Regions from separate parts of the Anser cygnoides genome. Here region 2 is linked to region 1. A link is a contact called in public Hi-C data. All regions are on one chromosome and are shown on one strand. Each heading gives the region's core, a stretch centred on a gene start, on an enhancer-like site or on the middle of the called end of the contact. The rest is flanking DNA. Distances are from core to core; before and after follow the strand shown.

Evidence for each region. A called contact is a pair of places that touch in the nucleus more often than the background predicts.
Region 2: a Hi-C map of liver shows a contact between it and region 1, with 3 times the contacts expected there. The contact joins two enhancer-like sites. A contact is called at or near these places in 2 of 7 Hi-C or Micro-C datasets (both in liver).

The regions. Positions count from the first base shown.
Region 1 is chr1:112,024,039-112,029,786 of Taihu_goose_T2T_genome, forward strand. It overlaps MAP3K7CL (MAP3K7 C-terminal like), which reads left to right. Exons shown (of 5, transcript XM_048071423.2): 5 at 5,431-5,748. The coding sequence ends at 5,611. Among named protein-coding and RNA genes, the nearest start is that of BACH1, 25 kb to the right of the region's middle. Within about 2 kb of position 2,268, at least 2 of the 3 cell types and tissues checked have open chromatin away from gene starts, as enhancers often do. A contact at or near this core is called in liver, where this site is marked.
Region 2 is chr1:112,095,862-112,101,609 of Taihu_goose_T2T_genome, forward strand. No RefSeq gene overlaps it. Among named protein-coding and RNA genes, the nearest start is that of BACH1, 47 kb to the left of the region's middle. Within about 2 kb of position 2,315, at least 1 of the 3 cell types and tissues checked has open chromatin away from gene starts, as enhancers often do. A contact at or near this core is called in liver, where this site is marked.

The sequences.
Region 1 (5,748 bases), core at 1,018-3,517:
TAAATATTAATTTGATAAAATGGACAGAAGTAGAGTTTTGTGCTTTTTAATGTGAACAAGTAATTTGTGCAGTGTTCTTCGGCTTACATTTTTACCAAAGACAACAAGAAGTGCTGTTGGATGATAGCCCTGCCAGTGTTTTGAACTTCTTCCCCACAAGTCAACGCACCTTTGAAATTCAAATGTCAAGTCCCACCTGGCAGCATCTGCAGCATCTGCACCTGTGGTACAGATACACAGGTACATCTGCACCTGTGGTACAGTGTAGTACACTGGGCACACAGAATATTGAAGATGATGATTATCAGGAACAAAGCCGAAAATTGACTAAAAATGGAGAAAAATTCGGTAGCTAGGGGAAATAAATTATTTTAAGTTAACCTGAAATAAATATCTATAGAAGTATTGGACATGTTTAGCAAAACAAACAAGAGAAAATAATAGTAAAAAAGAATAGTATTCATTTTGCTTCATACAATTTTTTTCCCACCTGCAAAGTTCAATTTAACCTTATATATATGAAGTAATAAACACAGGTGTATTTCTAAAGGAGGAGTCCTTAAGAACTAGAAAGGTGAATAACATTGTTATAAAATAGTCAAAAAATATTTACTCTTTTTAAAAATTTCAAAGGTTTTCAGTTCTTCTTAGTTTAACTTGTCTCACACTGTGGTGTGTAAATTATGTATGGCTGGAGTATGGAAAATCAGTGGCGTGAAATGACAGAGGTTGCTTTTCTTCAGAGCAAGAACAGAGCTTATTTGTCCCTTTCTGTTGTGTGCAATGCAGCTTGCAAGAGAGTGTACTAGGTTGAGTGGGAGGGAAGATGACAACTATTTTACATGGAAATGGGAAATGTAAAAGAGAAGGGGAAGTTGTATGTTCATAAAAAGAGAAACTCATGGGGCAAAGCAAATGAGAAGGGAAAAAAGTTAGGAAAAAGACAAATAAAAGGAAGCAAGAAATTGAAGGAATTTAAGAGAACATCGGGTAGATTTTTTTTGCTAATATAAATCATCATAGCTCTGGTTGCAGTCTTCACTCAAACTCTTCCCAGTTATGCCATTTATGCCAGCAATATGTATTAGAAGGGACAAAATCAGTCTGGAATGGGAGACACGATCGAAAAGAAAGAAAAGGGTGTGGGAGCGAGAACACACTACATTTAGGTCACAGAATGTTATTTAATTTATGTTCCAGAAACACACATGTATTTCCATAACAGATGTTTTTGGGTATCTAAGTTTGGGTGAAAGGGATGGGATGGCTGGTTATTTTGAGCACTTGTTATATTGCTATTACTAGATAATGACCCTGGATTATGTAGTTAAATATTAGAGTTGCCATGGTTGCTAGCTATATCTTATATTCTTAGCTCTGGCTGGTTTTCTCTTTTTCCTCCCCCAGACAATTCTAATATAACTCTCCAGAAAATATCACTTGACCACCACCTGGTTTAGGATTGCTCTTTTTCTTTGCCATGGAGATGATTGCTTTTCCTTCCTTTACATGTGTTGCAGTAGTCATGCAGTGGAGATGTCCACTTAATCTTGTGGGATACTTCCATATGCTTTAGCATGCACTCATCACCCAAGGAGTTTTTGTAAGGTCTCAAGCCCAAGTGGCTCCTCCAAGCACACTTTCTGGAGAGTCACTACACTGTTGAGACAAGTAGTCTTCAGGCTTTCAGGTACTGCAGAAAAAGACTGGTGTAAGTCATAAAGGCAACTTTTTATCCGACTAATTCTTCCATTCTAGGCCTGATTTTTCATCAGCTCAAACATATCCAAAATACCTGTTAACTTGCCAAATCAGTAGAAATAACATCTTCTCAAATACAAAGAGAAACCTCTACATGCCCTGTTGTAGTAGTGATTACTTACACACCTTTATGTGCTGGCATCTGAGGAATGGTTTTATTTACATTAAAGTAGGCTATCTCAGTTTTTAAAAAATTAGTTACCAGACTTTGAACACACAAGGGCAGTCTCCTCAGTCAGCAGTTACCTGACGGGAATCTCATGATTCCTCCTGACATGAAAGTCAAATATGGGAAGAGTAAATGACCTTATGGCCACCAGGACACAGACACGTCAGCTAGGAAGAAGTGTGTAGTACCACAGGTTCATGATCCTGAATATGTTGCTCACAACCAGGTAAAGACAAAGGCAGCTCTTTGCACTGTGGAAGCTGTTTGCCGTGAGTCCAGTTCATCTCCAAATAGAGTTATCTGGAATTAAGTATATTTGCCTTATCTGACACTTTTCTTGGTATTTATTTGTTGTGAGTATTACTGTAAAGTAATTCTGTTCTCTGCAAGGGCAGTCATTAAGGCCAGGACAAGAGAACAATTTCCCTAAGACCATGATGGTTTTGTTTGTTTGTTTTTTTGTTTGTTTTCCTGGTCTGGTATGGCTTGTGGTTTATTGATTCGTGATGCAAATCACACTGGTCTTCCCTTCTCACCCCAACCCCTCCCCAAAAAAGAACACTTAAAGTGCATGTTACAGATTGTCTCAAAGCTTCGAGTACCCCAGCACCATTTTAGAAAATACCTTATCAATGCTGTTAATATTTAAATACAGGGTAACCATTAACAACAAACACAGATTACACAATGCCAGATCTATTTATTAGGCATCCATAACAAAGGCTAGATGGTGCAAGAGCTTAGTATGATGTTCTTTAACCTCTGAGAGCTAAGTTCAAATCCTGGATTAGATCAGAAGCAAATGTTAGTTACTGTCCTCATCCTTTTGTGAGCTTCGTAAACCACACCATTCATAACATTTAGCAATTCCCTGGTACTCTAATTTTAGATCTCTGTGGCAGGCTGGCAGTATTTGCCTGAAACATCATCCTACCCTGTAAACAGGTGTTGATCCTGATGGGAAGGGAATAAGTAGGTTCTGCTGACTCAGAACACGGCAATTTTACTACCTCAGTGCAAGGAAACTGCATTCTGGCAGGGAGGTCCTAGAGAGTGGACTACAGAAATTAGGATACTTTGATCTTAGCTCTTGTTTGCTTTCTTTAACAGCAAAGCTTAATCCCAGGAAGAAATAAGAAGGAAAAAAAAAAAAAGCCACCTGCACTGCTTTAGGTTTATTAGAGGGCAGCATGAAAACCATGCTTGCACGTAGCCTCATCTTATCAAATCAAGAATGACATTCATTAATAGAGCTGTCTGAGTTTGCACGCTGTCTGCCTGGCTCAAGTCCAAGTAGAGTAGACAGTACCTTTCTCCCACAAGTACTAAAATTCCTCCTGGAAAAGGTTTACCTGCTCTTAAGATGCTGACTGCTTATTAGTGTGTTCACTGCACCTCCCTTTAAGAACCTTGTAAATGTAAGAATTATTACAAATAAATGTGTTTGGAGGACTTCTTAGTCAACAGACTGTAGTTTGGAAAAGTTTCATTTAATCCATCCGTCCAACATTGTACAAGTAGAATAATTGCAAAGAAATACTGCTGAAGCTCTCTTTCAGTCCAAAGAGACAAAAACCATCTAGAAGAAGCCCAAAAGGCTGAACTTGATTGAGGCTGTTAGACTAGTAAAATCTCACCATCCTTAAATATGTTTCTTACTCTCTAAAGCATACTTGCAATTAGTCCTTTGTGGTTGATAGTCCCATTAATAGGAGCTGGAATATCACATTTTCTAGCATAATTAGTTCATCTTGGCCAATATGAAAACTGATCTAGCATGGTCTAAGCAAAGAGAAATGAATCTGTTAATGGCTTGCTGCTTTAAGAAAAATTAAGGCTATATTATGCCAAATGTTAACAGAATTCTGCTGAAGAAAAATAGACCCTTAACATTTTCTCTTGAAGAGCTTATCAGGTATGTTTTATATCTGGTGAAAGGAAGCAGAAGAGACTTTGCTACAGTATAGCTGATATGCATTACACCAGTGACATAAAACAAAGCTGACATTTAGCTACAGGAGGCCTTCAATATACTGCAACTTTTGGATGATTTAAATTGCTGTAATGGCTGCTAACTGTTCCCTATTTCTTTTTTATATGAGAAGCACAGCTGGGAGAAATGAGCGTGCCAGGGGTCTTTTGTGACTCCTTGAACTGCAGTAACTGTGACTGCAGTCAGCTAAGCCATGGGTAAACCGTGCTATCTCTCAAAACTGAAGATTAGATTAATCTCAAAAAAGGCCAGATAGGAGAACTCCGTTTCAAAACCCAGGTGCTTTAAGTTTTGCTGCTGGAAGTGGTAATTTTGCAGGTACAAGTAATGCGAGTGCTCAGCAAATACTGAAACATTATCCTTTTGTGAGTACTCTGACCTGCGGAGACAGAATTCCTTATCTGTAAGAATTTCCTATATGAAAGCACTGGTCCATCTTGCCAGGGGCACTCCTGCAAGTGCAGAACAAGCTACCCACTTTGAAGGCATTACGTCTTCCCACAGATGATCTACCAGCATTATTTTGACATGACTGAGAAGTAAAGTCACAGGTCTACAAACAGTTAAAAGATTAACTAATCTCTGAGATAGAGTGATCAAACGAGCTAAGAACCCTTTAGAAGAGGCTTCCTGTAGCAGGGGTGAAGAAATGATTTGACTCAAAGGGAAATAAAGCAGAGACCAGGCTAGTCTGCCGGTTAACTAAGTGGAGAGCGATTAGATACCCCATGCATTCAGTGTGTTTTGTTTTAAGGCCTCTTTTATCTCAACTCCTGCTGAGGGAATTCCAGCTGATACTCTACAGGGGGCTCCGGCTCCTGGCCAGCCCTGGGAATACAGGGCACTGGGGGACTCACTCCAGGAAGAAGCAACAGCTTGAATCCTCAAGTGTCTGCTCTTAAAAAGACCAGGAGGGGTCAGGTTTGCAGTTGGATGACCGTTCCACAGCAGAAGGACTAAGATCTGAGAATAAAAACATTACGGACACAATATGTAGAATTTGGGTTCATGTGCCTAGCATTTACCAGAATATTTTTTTTCTTTGTAGAAGAGGAATCAAAACCAGTCATACTTCACAGAAAATACTCATAAAGCTAACCAACTGAACAACAACAACAAAAACCCTTGCTCACTTTCAAATATATTCAGTATTAAGAGAAAAAAAATGTTCTTCTTCTGCAAGCAAAATACTAGCGTATGGTCTGAAGGGAAGCTGATTTTCTTCAGTAAGCTGCAAGACCAGCTCTGACTGAAGTTAGAGATACTGACTCGAAGACCATCTGCATTTTGCAGGTTTGGTCACTGAATAACAGACCTGTCGGAGATTTTGGCAGGTTCATCTTTTAAAGAAGAAAGGATAGCAATAACAGATCAGTTTTCTAGGCCTGTATTTCACAACAGCTCAGGTAACACCGTATCAACAGACTACAGCCCATGACAATATATATTTGCTTACTGCCACTTTTAATCTTTGTGGTTGGTTGGTTTGTTTGTTTGTTCTTGTCAGAAAGGAGCTGATTGCCAGGCTGGAACAAGTGGAAAAAGAAAGCATGGATGCTGCTCAGCTGGCGAAGGAGTACGCAGAACTGACGGAGGAGAACCGAACGCTGAAGCTGGCCCAGACGCAGTGCGTAGAGCAGCTGGAAAAGCTCAGAATACAGTACCAAAAGAGACAGGGATCCTCCTAACTCACAACTGGCTTATGTGAGGCAGTTAATACAGGATTGGTCCTGTGCTGGAAGGAGATTTTAAAATAAAGGTCTGTTTAATATGTTATAATACTTCACTACAGATACAGAGTATGTAGAAGTCTATATTTGATTTA
Region 2 (5,748 bases), core at 1,065-3,564, 72 kb after region 1:
AAAAAGGAGGACCATGAAGAAGGAAATACAGGTACTTCTTATGAGGCTCTTGGCATCCTACTTGGCAGATTTGCAGTTATTTTATATCTGAGTTTCTCTTGGTTCTGTTTTCATTTGCTAGTATTTAGGTTGCAGATAGAAATGGATATATGAGAGTATGATTTCCAACCCACAGCAATCATGACAAGTAAGGAATTCACAAGAAACACTATCTCCAGGAAATGGTATTGGCAAATTCATTTTAGGGGTAAACAGGTACAGATTAGGTATAGTTTGGGTAAACTTGTTCATGAGTTGGTAAAGCTGGGATGCAGCTGACTTCTACCATATTGTGCAAATTTGTTCCTGCAGTTTGATTGACTTCTTTTTCAGTATTTATAGTGTAGAAACAGTCATGCTGTCTGTACACAGGTCCACCTGGCTCTGTAGGCACTTGGTGAGAGTGGCTAATGCACTTTGGACAAATACAGTGATATTCTTCACCTGGCATTTCCTCCTGGTGATCCACAGGTTATGGGCTTCCTAAGCCCAAGATTGCATTGGATTTTTCTCTTTAATGGCCTAGTGGCTTTTTTTTTTTTTTCCTTTTTGAGAAAAAGTACATTTCACATGCTGGCGAGTGACACATTTTAAGGATGCAGAAAAGATCATTCTAATTATTTTGTTTTTATGTTTTTTTACCTGACCAATTCTTTCGATGCTTTTAAGTGTTGGTGTTGTGAAAAACGGTGAATAACAATTCTATTCACATTTTCCTTACTGCGCAGAATTTTGTACAGCACTGACCTGTTACCTCTTTTTTCCATGATGAGTAATTCTCTAAAGCCTTGTTCTGTTTTCTCTTTGTCTTTGTCTTTCTCTCTTAAGTTCTGCTATATCCATTTTTAGATATAGTGAGCAGAACTGCATGCCTTGTTTAAGAGATGTATTTATATACTGGTAAAGAATGCTTTCTGTTTTATTCTCTATTCCTAATCTTTGCTAATATTTTTTTTTCTTTGACCAGAAGTGATCTATTTCCAAAAAACTTATTCACTATGGCTCTTGATTTTTTTGTTTCTTATTCATAGACAGGTAGTTTAAAACTCATTAGTGTGCATGTCTAAATAAGGTTGTTTTTCCCTATATGGATCACTGTGCTTTAACAACTTTGAATTTAATCTGCCTATTTTACCATCCAGCTGCTCAGTCTCCTCCTGCAACTCTTCACAGTGCATTTTATTCTTTTACTGTGCTGGATTATTACCATCAGCAATCTTTATTGTATAGTTCACTTTCTTTTTCACATAATTTATGACCATGTTCTACACAGAGATCATTACTGGACCCATGTGGTAGCTTCCTGTATAGGTTGAAGGCTAATCATTTATTCCTGCCTTTTATTTCCCATCTCTTAACCTATTATTAATCCATAACAGGACCTATATTTCACAAAGAGCTTTGTTCAGGTAGTATTATACAAGCCCATTTTAGAAACCCTAACATGGTTCACTCATGGCCACATGCTTGGTGATCCCTTCAGGGAACTTTAATAGGTTTGTGACTTCCCTCCTGTGATCATATTGACCCTTCTCATTGTTACACTGATGTGTCTTTTAATTCTTCCCCTGTTATAATCTTAATCAGTCTGGTCTCTACGGGCAGCAGAATTACTAAACAGCTGCTCCATAGATCCTTCCATAGCTCTTTTCAGAAGTTGGTATCACTTTCCTTTTCTCTGAGTGCTCATGCCATAGGAGACATCACACCTAACTACTTCTAGAATTAATATTTGAGATACTTAAGAATTAATGAATGAAAACCATTTGGTCCTCATGAATTATTACTATTTATTTTATCTATTTGTTCTACATTTCTTCTACTGACGCTTCTATTTAGCAGATTCTCCAGTTGATTGTATGGCTAGGTGCCAAAACAGGCAACTCCATGTTCTTCCCCATGATAGAAATAGAAGTAAAGCATTGATTTAGCATTTCTGCTATGGCTTTAAATTTCTCGTGTAAATTTCTTTTTCTTGCACCTATTTCATTTTCGGGTTCTACAGACTGGTTGATTTTCTACGTCTGAGAAATTTGAAGAAAGTTCAAAAAACTTGTCTGCGGTGTATTTTTAATATGGCTTTATCTTTAGCTAGCATTAATGTACTTTTCTATTTTCCTTGTTTGGACATGGCTTCTACTTCTGGACAGATGCCTTTTTGCTATTAATAGCTTTCTTTATTCTCCTGCTTGACTACACCAACATTTTCAGCCATCACTTGAGAGTCATTTTTAGTACAAAGTATGATCTAAGCCTCTGCTATACTGTCTTCACATACTCTCAAATCAACTGCAAGGATTTTGGTCATTTAGGTGCTGATTTCAGTGTTATATCTGTGTGACATATTGTTTCCAGTACATTATTTCCTTTATCAGGCCTGTGTGGTTTCAGTATGAACAGGTAAAAATTTTACATAGCAGTTGAAACAAACAGATGAGAAAAGCTCAGCAAATCAGTCTGTGTGAGGTTAAACTCTGAACTTTTGGCAAAATCAGGATCGTGTTGTTATTTGGGTTGGGCCCTGCCTGTTACCAGCAACACACGCGTTCAATGAACTCTGGCACTGTGTCCTGCTGGGTGCTGAAGGAATGAATGCCTGTAGGCCTGACAGAGCAACAGATGGACCCCTGTCATGCTGACCCACTGAAGGGAGGGCTGCCCTCTAAGAAGGGTGTCCACAGGCTTTTGTTCAGTTTAGTTTAGTTTAGAGGCCTTCTTTTCTGCTTATGCTTCAGCTGAGGTGTCTCATCCCCCATTTGGAGGGTTGGGCAGCATCTGCAGAGGGTGTCCCTGAGGCCTCCCACCGCTGACAGTCTTCTGTCCTGGCCTGGTCAGGTGAAAATGGCATTCCCAAGGCCTTGCTAAGTGTCATAACGTCAGGAGGTGTTACAGTTTCTAAAAAAGGGTCCAGGACATGGGCTATTTCTACAGTTTTTCATATGTGTGAGAAATTCAATGGTTAGAAATGAGGACGGAAAATGGAATAACCCATGAAAAGTAATCTGTCTGTGGCTTGTTGTCTATGCTTGCTGAGCTGAGGAATCACGATTCAGAACAAGCAAGTTTCTGAAATGTTCTGTGGTTTTGTTATGTAAAATCTTTGCTGTATTGATAGGGAGAGACTGAGGATTCCTGCAGCTTCTTGGGAGACTGGAGAGGAGTCAGGGGATGTCGCTGCTTAGCTCTATTGGTTTTCCTTGAACAATCAATGTCACCACTGTGACAAGGACATTCAATTTAATCATCTGAAAATTAAGGCAAATAGTTGAGGGGCCCCAGAGAATACAAACTGCAATTAAGAGCTAATTGACAGAGAATAGCATAAATTGACCCATTATCCCTGAGCCTTGCTTGTGAGGATCAAAAATGGGAATGGTTCCTGCACGAGGACTTGGTGAGAAGGTCCATAGGTGATGTGGGAGATGTGACAGAGGCCCTGCAGGGTTGTGACCAGAAGGGGAGGGCAGAGAGGGACCAACGGTTCAACGTCTCCTCTGTGGACCATTAAATGAAGCTAGCAGGAGCCTGGTTCAAACCGAACAAGAGGTGGGGCTTCACTTAATGGATGGCTTGGACTTCATGCACAAAGATATGTTTAGGTGCTAAAATATTACATAGGTTGAAAGAGAGGTTGAACAGGTACGTGGAGAAAAAAACTGCGGCAAATCTGGGAGGTACTGCTGCAGAAAAGCACGAGAAAAGAAGTTGCATGTGTCCATGCTCAGTGCATAGGTATGCCCCTAAGCAACATAAGTGAAGACTGGAGCTGAATGTGTGATAAAATGAGGAATGGACAACATTTCAGATAGAGAAGTGATCAACTAGTGTGCAGTTCTCTGCTACAGAAAGAGAGATTTATCTAAGCTTTACCTAAGATGTTTACATAAGCTTTACTTAAGCTTTACCCAAGCTTTAAAATCATCAATCTTTTTTTAAGGAACTGTTTTTAAATATGAAGTTTGAATTTAAGAATAAAGTAAATTAATTAATCTGAATTACCAAGAAATGTAGGATCATGATTACCATGTCTATTCAGAAATTGCTATAATTTATATAGCTCTCTTCACTCACGCATCTTGATACTTCTGATAGTAATAATCATGTTTTCTCCTACCCAGGAGGATGCCTGAGGTGAGGAAGTTGACTCCACGCCTCAGGACTGCCTCCACCAAGAAAGAAAGAAGGGTGATTGTTGTGGGCGACTCCCTCCTCAGGGGAACGGAGGGCCCTATTTGTCGGCCTGACCCCACACATAGGGAAGTCTGCTGCCTCCCTGGGGCCAGGGTCAGAGACATTACCTGGAAGCTTCCAAACCTGGTTCGCCCCTCTGACTATTACCCGCTTTTGATAGTCCAGGCTGGCAGTGACGATGTTGAAAAGAGAAGCCTCAAGGCTATCAAACAGGACTATAGGGGGCTGGGACGATTGGTGGAGGGAGCGGGAGTGCAGGTGGTGTTTTCGTCCATCCCTACGGGGGAAGGGAGAGGCACGGAGAGGACATGGAAAGCTCGCGTGGTTAATAGGTGGCTCAGAGGCTGGTGCCAGCACAGAAATTTTGGGTTTTTTCACCATGGGGAGCTTTTCTCGGCACCCGGCCTGATGGCCCCAGACGGGTCCCTATCTCCAAGGGGAAAACGGATCCTAGGCCAGGAGCTGGCGGGACTCATAGAGAGCGCTTTAAACTAGGTAAGAAGGGGGACGGGGCTCAAACAAGGCTTGTTGGAGCTGTGCCGGGGGAAACAATGGCTAGGCCGGGGAAGAAGGCGATGGCCCAGCTGAAGTGCATCTACACTAATGCATGCAGCATGGGTAACAAACAGGAGGAGCTGGAAGCCATCGTGCAGCAGGCAGGCTACGACTTGGTTGCCATCACGGAGACGTGGTGGGACCGCTCCCACGACTGGAGTGCTGTAATGCCTGGCTATCGGCTCTTCAGGAGGGACAGGCAGCACAGAGGGGGTGGTGGCGTGGCTCTCTACATTAGAGAATCTTTTGATGTTGATGTTGTGGAACTCCAGGCTGGGAATGATAAGGTTGAATCCCTGTGGGTTAGGATCCGCAGGAAGGCCGGCAAGGCTAGCTTCCTGGTCGGGGTCTGTTATAGACCGCCGAACCAGGATGAGGAGACGGATGAGGAGTTTTATAGGCAACTGACAGAAGTTGCAAAATCGTCGGCGCTTGTCCTCGTGGGGGACTTCAACTTCCCGGACATATCCTGGAAACACAACACGGCACAGAGAAAGCAGTCTAGGAGGTTTCTGGAGAGCGTGGGAGATAGCTTCCTGACGCAGCTGGTCAGCGAACCTACCAGGGGTGGTGCCCCGCTAGACCTTCTCTTCACAAACAGAGAAGGACTGGTGGGAGATGTGGTGGTCGGAAACTGTCTTGGGCAGAGTGACCACGAAATGGTGGAGTTCTCTATTCTTGGCGAGGCCAGGAAGGGGACCAGTAAAACTGCTGTATTGGACTTCCGGAGGGCTGACTTTGAGCTGCTCAGGACACTGGTTGGCCGAGTCCCTTGGGAGGCGGTTCTGAAGGGCAGAGGAGTCCAGGAAGGCTGGGCGCTCCTCAAGAAGGAAATCGTGATGGCACAGGAGCGGTCCGTCCCCACGTGTCCAAAGACGAGCCGGCGTGGAAGAAGACCAGCCTGGCTCAACAGAGAGTTGCGGCTTGTGCTTAGCAGAAAAAAGAGGGTTTATAATCTTTGGA